3 separate regions of the Pan troglodytes genome follow, and regions 1 and 2 are each linked to region 3. A link is a contact called in public Hi-C and capture Hi-C data. All regions are on one chromosome and are shown on one strand. The core of a region is the stretch at or near the end of the contact, and the rest is flanking DNA. Distances in the headings are between cores, read along the strand shown.

Region 1 (3,120 bases), core at 541-3,040, 140 kb before region 3:
GAAGAATGAAGCAGCAGCAGCAGCATGTAAACATTTAGTACATTTTATGGTACATACCATGTCCTCAATAAAAGATAAAAATCCATTATCATTCATACCCAACACAGCATTTAATATGTTATTGTAAAGGTCCCCAAATAATAGTCCATTCCTGGATAAACCCTTATGATTAGGAATTGAATATTTGTTAGTTTTTTATCTTCTAAAATTTCTAGCAAATAATAAGCACTTAATAAATACCATTTTGAATGAATGACTTTCCTCTCATCAAGTATTTACTAACCTCTACACATAACAGAATATTAAGAGACAGTTTCTGTTCTTAAGGCATTTATAAAGATGTGTACAAATAATTATACTGTAAGACAAATCTTTGTCATTTGAGAAGTTCAAAAAACTGCTAAGGGGTTCAAAGGCAGGCCAAAGTTACAACAATGGTATAAAGTAATGGTTCTAAGTGGGGTCTGGGAACCCCTAGTGCAGTTCCTGAGACCCTTTCGCGGGGTCCACAAGGTCATAAAGATTTTTCATAATAATATTGAGACTTTATTTAGCTTTTTCATTCATTCTTTCAGGAGTGGACACTGCAGTTTCCAGCGTTCTGTGACCTGTAATAGTGCGACAGACTGAATGCAGAAGCACATAAACGAATCCAGCTCTGTGATTAAGCCAAGACATTAAAGAGATCTTCAAAATGAAAACCAATGCCACTTCTCTAATAGACTTTTTTGTTTTGGAAAATTTGTTTTTCCACGAAAGTATTATTTCTGTTACCATATAATGGGTTATTCTTTTTAAATAAATTAATATTTTTTAAATGTCTTAGCTTTAATTTCAAAGGTGGTAAATATCAGTATGTATTACATGTATGTATTATCTCTAACCCACATAAGAGCTCTCTGGGGTCCTCAATAATTCTTAAGAGGGTAAAGGAGTCTCGAGACCAAAACTTCAGGAACCCTAATACAGCCATTCCAAACCTAACAAGGAAAATAGTTTTACTTCGAGTTTCATGTTCATGGTGAAGTCAAGAAGAGAACGTGGTAACCTGGTTTGATGGAGGGAGATGATGAGTTCGGCGTCAGTCTTTCCCAACACCTTGCAAAATGTTCATGAATTCCTGCACCCCACCCTCTGCATTCATCACCTCGCCTGCGCTTCTTCCCAGCCTTCCTTAGGTCTCCCAGAGCAGTGTCCACATCCCTTTCTTTTGCATTTTAAGTCCTCTGGATGACTGCCCCATCCTAGGGGTCCCCTGACAGCTTTCCTTCTCTCACTATCCTCCGGGGTCAACCTCGACTTCTCCCTTTCACCAGGGGCGGGGGTGGGAACAGGGAGCGAGGCAGCCGCTGGGCCACTTTTGCCTCCACCCTCCAGAGCCCTGGGCCCCGCTCTCAAACCCCAGGCGTTCCGGGGAGCTGCTGGGTTCCGCTCCGCCTCAATGACCGAAGTCCTCCCCACCTCCGCTCACTCACGCCGGCGGCCCCCGCCGCGCTCAGCCCCACCGACAGCGCCCCCACCTCCCCACCGCAGCCCACCCCGCTCGACCCGCGCGCCCGGCCTGCCGCGGCCCCGAGCTCACCTGAGGCGGAGGCGCCCGCGACTCCCCGCCAGCTCCGCCAGTCTCCTCCAGCCCCGGCCCTCGGGCGCCTGATCCAGGCGCTCGCTGAGCCTCCGCAGCAGCGGCTCCCGCAGGCGGTTGAGGGTCGCGCCGGCCGGAGGGGCGAGCAGCGGCCCCGTGGGGGCGGCCGAGGGCGGCAGGGCCTGTAGCGGGTCCCCCAACAGCGACATGGCCCTCGCCGGCGACCCCGGACTGCCGGGGCTCCCGCCCGCCCCGTCACGGGCCTCGGCCCCGGGGCACCTTCCGCTCGCCTCCGAGCCGCGGAGGCAGGGGCGGAAGAACAAATCTGGCAGCGCGGCACGGCCCTCAGAGGAGGAAGCTCCGCTCCCCGCCCCAATTAGACAGGTTTGCCGAGGGGAGCCTGGCCGGCTGGCCGCGCCAGCCGCGCAAAGGGGCGGGGCACCCGGGGGGCGGGGCACGGAGCCTCGAGGGGCGGGACCTTGGGCCTCGAGGGGCGGGGCGGGGCTGCCTACTGTGTGCGTGCGGCTGCGCGCCTCCCTCGCCCTCCCCCGCGTTCCCGGGCTGGCCGTGGCGCGCGCTTCAAACCCGGCCCTCCGGAGCAGGAAAGGACGGGTGGGTGCAGCTGGAGGAGGAAGCGGTGGAGGAATTACGCCCCGGCAGCTCCTCTACGGCGGGGAAGCCTGCGGCGTCTGGGCTTCCTGAGACCGTGGGAGGAGGCCTGCGTACTCACGCCAGAGAGCGGGGCAAGCGGTTCTCAGTCGCCGGCTCCCGCCCGCAGTCCCCGGCGGGCGCTCTCCCCTGACTCAGGGACTTTCATGTGCCCGGCGACACACCAGCATCCTGCAGTGGGCAACCTCAGCGGACGCTTCCTCGTTTTAGGGTTAGATGTGTATGGCATTGCTAGAGGGAAGAAGTGCTGGAGATCCGGATACTTGAGTTGGAATTGGCCAAAATCTTTGCCTAGACTTTTAAACAATTACTACTTTGCAAACTGAGCTGTGGCATATTTAGGGCTAATCAGATCTTGGAAATGATTGTTTTTAGCAGGAATCATCTGGTTTACACCGCGTCAGACTGCCGCCCGCAATCTCCGTCATCAAAGCAGGCAACCCTGTAGAGGATGCCTTTCCCTGGAATGATCCGGAATGGACGACACCTGAGCTCTCTCTGCCAATCTTAGCAACATCCAAGGCCATTATCCCTTTGAAAACTATGGCTTCGTTTGGGACAAAAAGGAAGTAACTTACGAAATGTGACCAGTCAGGTAGTTCCCTACACGAGGCTTCCTGGCCCAATTTCTGTTGCCATTAGCTTTTCATCACCCAAGGCCGCAGGATTTTCTGACCAATAATTTGGATACCTATATTCTTATACATGTTGGCGAGGTAGGTGCGCCATACAGTCTCCACCACATTCTAGCACAAGCAGTCATTAAACTTCACTCTAGCATAAGTTAAGAATTCAGACTGCAGTGAGATGGCTAAGAGCATGAAAGATCTGATCGATTCAAGTGTTAGGAGCTTGAATAAGTTTCTTAA
Region 2 (3,229 bases), core at 422-2,921, 220 kb before region 3:
ATGACACAGCCCCGAAAGGAGAGGGACTTGGAGAAACCCAATGCTGGCTGGGGTGGCAGACTTGCCCCTGAAGCCTTTGGGTTGGACCCAGCTTTGTGGCAGCTTCCCCGCCCATCTTCCCAGGCTTAGCTCCCACGTGCCCTCTGCCCTCTAGTCTCGTCTATTGCTCTGCCCCTAGTGCTGGCCCCAGAGGTCCCCAGCCTTCCTGCTGAAGTGCCTCGGCTCCTGAGGAATGGAGTCCAAGCTTCCTCACATTCAGCCAGCAGCACTGGCCTGGGGCATGGATCACATACCCTTTGGGGAGCGGGTGAGTCCTCCAGGACTAGGTCCCGCACTGCTCCACTGTCCTCTCACAGCCCCACTTGGATTATCTATTTGGAGATGGGCTCAGGAAGTCTCAGCTCTAGGCTTGCTGGTGACCCCAGGCCCTGTGGCATCTGGTCAGGAAGCTTCTGTGCAGTGTAGGCCAATAGCCAGCCTCCCTTTTAAGTGGCATTTTGAAAGCCAGCTGCTCCCATTGGCTCACCTGAAGACATCCCTTCTCCTGCCTCTCCTCAGCAGGGGCCTGCCTACAGGGTAGCTCAGCCGAGCAGAGCATCATGGAATGGTCTTCCTTATCCTCCTTCTCGACATCATTTGGTGACGTTCTTTTCAGTCTACAGGCAGAATCAATCCTATCTAATAATGGTTGTGGTTTCCACAGCCCTCAGCCCTCCACTCTCTGTTGGCCAGTCTAGCTTGGACCTTGGTGGCCAGTGTTGGCCACATGCTGCCAACAAGGGGCCAGGACACGAAAATGCCAGAAAAGGTAATTTTGCGAGTCACACCGTGGGTCAGGCCTGAGTGTGAAGTCAGCTTACATAGCTAGAATGGCTCCAAGGCAAGTCTGCGAGCTGAGTAAATGAATTACTGTAGCTAAAGCAAACTGTCAGAAAGCACCTCGGGCAGCAGACATTGGCAGGGTCCTGTAAGTGCTGTCCAGGACAGAGAGACTCACTCTTAGCTTGGAAGCATTCAGCCTCACTGGCAAGGTTGGCCAATGAGAGGGACATTTGGCTCATCTTAGCCTGCTGTCATTAACCATCAGGTTCATCTAGACGATCCCCTCCCCGCCCCACCCCGTGTTCCTTTTGTGCTCATAAAGCCTTGGGCTATGATGTGGCTTTCTGCACGTATACTTCCAGGAAGAGCGTGTCTCAGCATGCCAACCCTGTGTACCCCCTATCTGACCTTCCCCCAACAAGCACACTTCTCCCTTGCAGGTGAGAGTGCCACTGCACACCTTGAAACTGTATCCCCCACAAAGCTATAACTGGGCCAGGTGATGCCAAAGTACAAAACCAGGTTTTCAGACACTTAATACCTAGTTAGCAATAACAACTGATTCCAATGGGAAGATACCACATGGTGCTTCGCCTTGTTAATAACACCTGCTAGCAAGCCACATCTTGAATGACAAAGCTGATTTGGGGGCCAAGTTTGGTGCTGTTTGCTCCAGGGGCCCGAACTGCAGGTCAGGACCTGCTCATATGGCCTTTCCCTGTCACCAGCAGCTCACACTGGCTGACAGTGTGGAGTCCAGTGGCCTGGACTCCCTCCAGGCCAGACGCCTCCAGCCCTCACTGTGCAGTCAGGAAGCTTTTCTTCCCCTTTTCTAAGGGCTGCGGTCTCCCAAAGGCGCCCAGCTGGTGTGGGGTACGGCTGTGTGGGGGGAGAATCTCAAAGCAAACGGCGGGGTTTAACGCAGACCAAAGCTTACCTGGAAAGGCAATGTGGAAAACAGTGGGGAACCCCAAGGCTGCCGCTCCAACAAGGGGCTACTCTGACGTTTGAAAACCACTAGACAAAGATGTGAGGTCAACTGTCTGACCAGGAGATTGGGAAGGAAACAAAGCCGCTTACCCAAGTTGGAGCATAACATAAAGAATGCTGAGGTTAGATGGCAATGTAGGAACCCACATCTGGCAAGAATAGATGTTTATGTCATAAACACAGACTATAAAAACTGTCAGCCTTTGAGGGAGTCACTGTCTTTGTAATGTAGAAATAACCAGTCTGTACAGACTTCGAAGTGGTAAAACTAAAGCTTAGGAAAATATTTTTAAAATATTAACAATTTCCCTAGCAGAACAGCCTGCTGTATTGAGCATAATGTAGCAACATTAACTTCAGGTCAAATCCTTTGGAAATGTTTTCAATGTGACCTAAAAGTATATTTAGAGATGTACTTCTGCTCCTATAATGTTTCAGTATTTTAAAAGTGTTTTTCATGGAAGAATGAAATATTAAGACACTGTTGTGTACTTTTCCTGTTATGGTATAAGCAGCAGCAGTACTGTGGACAAAACACCCCGCTCTGGTCTGGGTCTGAATCATCCTGGCTCTGCCCTTACTAGCTGGGTTATCCTGGAGGGTATAGTAACACCTCTGGTTAGCCTAACAATCAGTTCATCTATAAACTGCAAGGCTGTTTTAAATAAGACTGTGTGTAAAATGTTTAAACCTAGCACACAGAAAGGCATTCCATCTGCTACCCTGGTGCCTAATTAGCAACTTATTAATGTAGAAATACTCATCCAATCATTTTTAGTATCTAAAATGCTATTTATCAACTAAACTCAAGCATGATGAAAAAAAGTGGGAATTCAGATTTAGAGGCAGAATCAGCTTTACTAATTTTGTAACAGAATAAGCACTCTGTAATGACACTGTACTTCTAAACTGAAGACTCCTTACGAAAAGTTAAAAATGTGTTCTTAAAACAAATGTATTGAAGCTGAGCATATTTACATTACACAATTGTGCATATCTGTATATTAAAATTATACAGTCATTGTTCACTGTGTAAAATCTGCAAGATACAGGTAAACAAGCAAAGAAAAATTATCCCACCAGAGATAAATGCTGTTAATCTTTTAGTAAATTACCTTTAGAGCTGTTTTGCGGGATAGATACATAACACAAACTGGTGGCATTAAATCTGCATGCTTTTTGAAAAGTGATTCTGGAGTGAATAAAAATTGCAACTTTAGAAGATATACACTGCCGGCCGGGCATGGTGGCTCACGCCTGTAATCCCAGCACTTTGGGAGGCCGAGGCAGGCAGATCACTTGAGGTCAGGAGTTTGAGACCAGCCTGGCCAACACAGTGAAAACCCATTTTAGTAGATACTACTAAAACTACAAAAATTAGCTGGGCGTGGTGGTGTGTGCCTGTAATGCCAGCTAT
Region 3 (3,198 bases), core at 147-2,646:
GAAGATTATAACTCTAGAGGCTTCCGCTTCTGAAATCTGGCCACCACGACAACTGACAAATTCTGAGAGCAAGGCATCAGATGGTGGTCTCATAATTCCTGACAAGGTCTGGGCTGTACCTGATAGTCTAAAGGCAGATGCTGTTGTGCCTGAATTGGCCCCCTCTGAAATAGCAGCATTGGCTCACAGTCCAGAGGATGCTGACTCAGCCCTTGCTAATAGCAGAGAAAGCCATAAAGGCGAAGAGCCCACCATCAGTGTACACTGGAGAAGTCTTTCTTCCCGGGGTTTCAGCCAACCCAGACTCCTGGAGTCATCCGTGGACCCTGTAGATGAAAAGGAGTTATCTGTCACAGATTCACTGTCAGCGGCTTCTGAAACTGGAGGGAAGGAAAATGTTAACAATGTGAGTCAAGACCAGGAGGAAAAACAACTCAAGATGGATCACACTGCCTTCTTTAAAAAGTTTCTGACCTGCCCTAAAATCCTAGAGTCCTCTGTAGATCCCATTGATGAGATAAGTGTGACAGAGTACACCAGGGCTGGAAAACCAGAGCCCTCTGAAACCACACCACAGGGCGCCAGAGAAGGGGGTCAATCAAATGACGGAAACATGGGCCACGAAGCGGAAATCCAGCCGGCCATTTTGCAAGTTCCATGTCTCCAGGGAACCATTCTGAGTGAAAATAGAATCAGCAGAAGCCAAGAAGGCAGTATGAAGCAGGAGGCTGAACAAATTCAACCTGAGGAGGCAAAAACTGCCATTTGGCAAGTCCTGCAACCCAGCGAAGGCGGTCAAAGAATTCCAAGTGGATGTAGCATAGGCCAAATACAAGAAAGCAGTGATGGGAGCTTAGGGGAGGCTGAGCAAAGCAAAAAGGACAAAGCAGAATTGATTTCCCCCACTTCACCTCTTTCTAGCTGTCTTCCAATAATGACTCATGCTTCTCTTGGGGTTGACACGCACAACTCCACAGGCCAAATTCATGACGTCCCTGAAAATGACATAGTTGAGCCCAGAAAGCGTCAGTATGTGTTTCCTGTTTCACAGAAAAGGGGAACTATTGAGAATGAGCGTGGGAAACCTTTGCCCTCTTCTCCTGATCTTACCAGGTTCCCTTGTACTTCATCTCCTGAAGGAAATGTCACAGACTTTTTGATAAGCCACAAAATGGAGGAACCTAAAATAGAGGTGCTTCAAATTGGGGAAACCAAACCCCCAAGCTCATCTAGCTCCTCAGCGAAGAGCTTGGCATTTATTTCAGGAGAACGTGAGTTAGAGAAAGCCCCTAAGTTACTGCAGGATCCATGTCAAAAGGGCACCCTCGGCTGTGTGAAAAAGTCCAGGGAGAGAGAGAAGTCCCTGGAAGCCCGAGCAGGCAAATCGCCAGGGGCCCTCACAGCAGTGATGGGGTCAGAGGAGGTCAAGAGGAAGCCAGAAGCCCCAGGCAGTGGACATTTAGCTGAGGGAGTAAAGAAGAAAATTTTGTCCAGGGTGGCAGCCCTGAGGCTGAAACTGGAAGAAAAGGAAAATATCAGAAAGAACTCAGCCTTTCTTAAAAAGATGCCCAAACTCGAAACATCATTATCACACACAGAAGAGAAACAAGACCCAAAAAAGCCATCTTGCAAAAGAGAAGGAAGAGGTGAGGCTCTGTTGCTGTCCATCATTGTTAAAGTTTGGGCTTGTAGACCAGGTATCCAGTTCCTGTGTCCTCGAGGGTCCTTTGCAATTAAGGCCAGTGTCCCCCAGGTGGGCATTGATGCTATGGTTGTGGCCAAGTGGCTTCAGCATGTGGCATCAGAATCACCTGGAGGGCTTGTTAAAACCCAGATTGCTCCCCTCCCCCTGTGTGTGAAATTTGCACTTCTAACAAGTTCCCAGGTGATCTATCGGGAGAACCACAACTGAGAACCATTGATAAAGGCCGCCTGTAGGCATGTCTGTTGGAGGGGAATGTGATGAAGGTGCTTTTCCGTTTAATTATCCTCTTTTACAAAATCTATTTAAAAATATAAACAGAAGCATTAATCAATGTAGCTAATTAGTATAATGAAATAGACCATGCACTAAGCAGGATTTGTGGAAATGAATATTTTGGTACAAATTGGGATTCTCCTCTTTAATCACTGATTTTTCATTAAAAATAACTTCCTTGAACCTTGGTTTTTCTTCCAAATTTGAGTGTAACATTTCTTTTCAACTCACCCTTCCCATTTATCTAAATCTAAAGTCCTCTGAGGTCTCTGTTCTAGGTTTCAGACCACTCGAGCCTCAAAAGTCCTTGATCAACCTCTACCTATGATGCTGTTAAAAAAAAAAAAAGTCCTGAAATTGCAGTTAATTCTACTTTGTCTAAGGAATCATTTCAGTCCCAAATTCCATGTATAGACCAAATTTTAGCCTGTTTTATTTCAGAGCTCTTCTTCCCTCCCCACACACCCTGGTAGAAGTCAGAAGAGAAAATATTGCAGCAAGCTACAGTGGCCTGTGTGCTCTGGAGCGAAAAGCTATGGATGGCTGTTTGATCAGAAGGGAAGAATTTTCTCCTCTCTTAACCTGAGTCCTTAGACTTTGAGGCTGGCGTTTGTTATTCCCATCCCATCAAATGGGTCCTAACCCCTGTTGCAGAAAGGTTTAAAGACAAAACTGCCTTCTGAAGAGTTTGGAAGTATCCCATCAGTTTATTAGCATCTATATTTTAAAGCATATTTAAAGAGAATGGCTCGGCATTGTGGCTCACACCTGTAATCCCAGCAATTTGGGAGGCCGAGGTAGGAGGATTGCTTAAGCCCAGGAGTTTGAGACCAGCCTGAGCAACATGGCGAAACCCCATCTCTACGAAAAATACAAAAAATTAGCTGGGTATGGTGGCGCACGTCTGTAGTCCCAGCTACTCTGCGGCTGAGGAAGGAGAATCACCTGACCCCAGAAAGTCGAGGCTACAGTGAGCTGTGATCACACCACCACACTCCACCTGCACTCCAGCCTGGGCAACAGAGCGAGACCCTGTCTCAAAAAAAAAAAAATTAAATAGAATGAAGCAATGTTTCAAAAGCTCTCAAAATTGGTTTCAGCCCAGAGGCTGAATAGATTGCCTCTGGGGACCAGCCTCAACCCCCTTGTTTGGGGATGGGGGTTCCTTTGCAGGTAAAGGTAGACAAGCAAAACAACCTTTTTGGAACTCTTGCCCGTGA

Evidence for each region. Hi-C and Micro-C count contacts between places; a contact is called where the count stands out from the background. Capture Hi-C pulls out chosen DNA fragments and counts their contacts.
Region 1: a contact with region 3 is called in a Hi-C map of stem cell-derived neural progenitor cells, with 3 times the contacts expected there. The contact joins the promoter of MALT1-AS1 here to the enhancer-like site in region 3. A contact is called at or near these places in 2 of 7 Hi-C or Micro-C datasets (induced pluripotent stem cells and stem cell-derived neural progenitor cells) and 1 of 1 datasets of contacts at active chromatin or transcription factors (stem cell-derived excitatory neurons).
Region 2: a capture Hi-C map of stem cell-derived neural stem cells shows a contact between it and region 3, with 5 times the contacts expected there. The contact joins two enhancer-like sites. A contact is called at or near these places in 5 of 7 Hi-C or Micro-C datasets (induced pluripotent stem cells, a lymphoblastoid cell line, lymphocytes and 1 more) and 1 of 1 other capture datasets (stem cell-derived neural stem cells).

What each region holds. Positions count from the first base shown.
Region 1 is chr17:68,734,844-68,737,963 of NHGRI_mPanTro3-v2.0_pri, reverse strand. It overlaps MALT1-AS1 (MALT1 antisense RNA 1), which reads left to right and starts at 1,790. Exons shown (of 2, transcript XM_009434076.3): 1 at 1,790-1,966; 2 at 2,627-3,120. The coding sequence starts at 1,790. The coding sequence ends at 2,824. It overlaps MALT1 (MALT1 paracaspase), which reads right to left and starts at 1,791. Exons shown (of 17, transcript XM_523938.9): 1 at 1,583-1,791. The coding sequence starts at 1,791.
Region 2 is chr17:68,818,258-68,821,486 of NHGRI_mPanTro3-v2.0_pri, reverse strand. No RefSeq gene overlaps it. Among named protein-coding and RNA genes, the nearest start is that of MALT1-AS1, 84 kb to the right of the region's middle. Within about 2 kb of position 1,671, at least 3 of the 24 cell types and tissues checked have an H3K27ac peak or open chromatin away from gene starts, as enhancers often do. A contact at or near this core is called in a lymphoblastoid cell line and stem cell-derived neural stem cells, where this site is marked.
Region 3 is chr17:68,598,984-68,602,181 of NHGRI_mPanTro3-v2.0_pri, reverse strand. ALPK2 (alpha kinase 2) reads left to right here. Exons shown (of 13, transcript XM_016933807.4): 5 at 1-1,646. Among named protein-coding and RNA genes, the nearest start is that of MIR122, 84 kb to the right of the region's middle. Within about 2 kb of position 1,396, at least 3 of the 24 cell types and tissues checked have an H3K27ac peak or open chromatin away from gene starts, as enhancers often do. A contact at or near this core is called in a lymphoblastoid cell line, stem cell-derived neural progenitor cells and stem cell-derived neural stem cells, where this site is marked.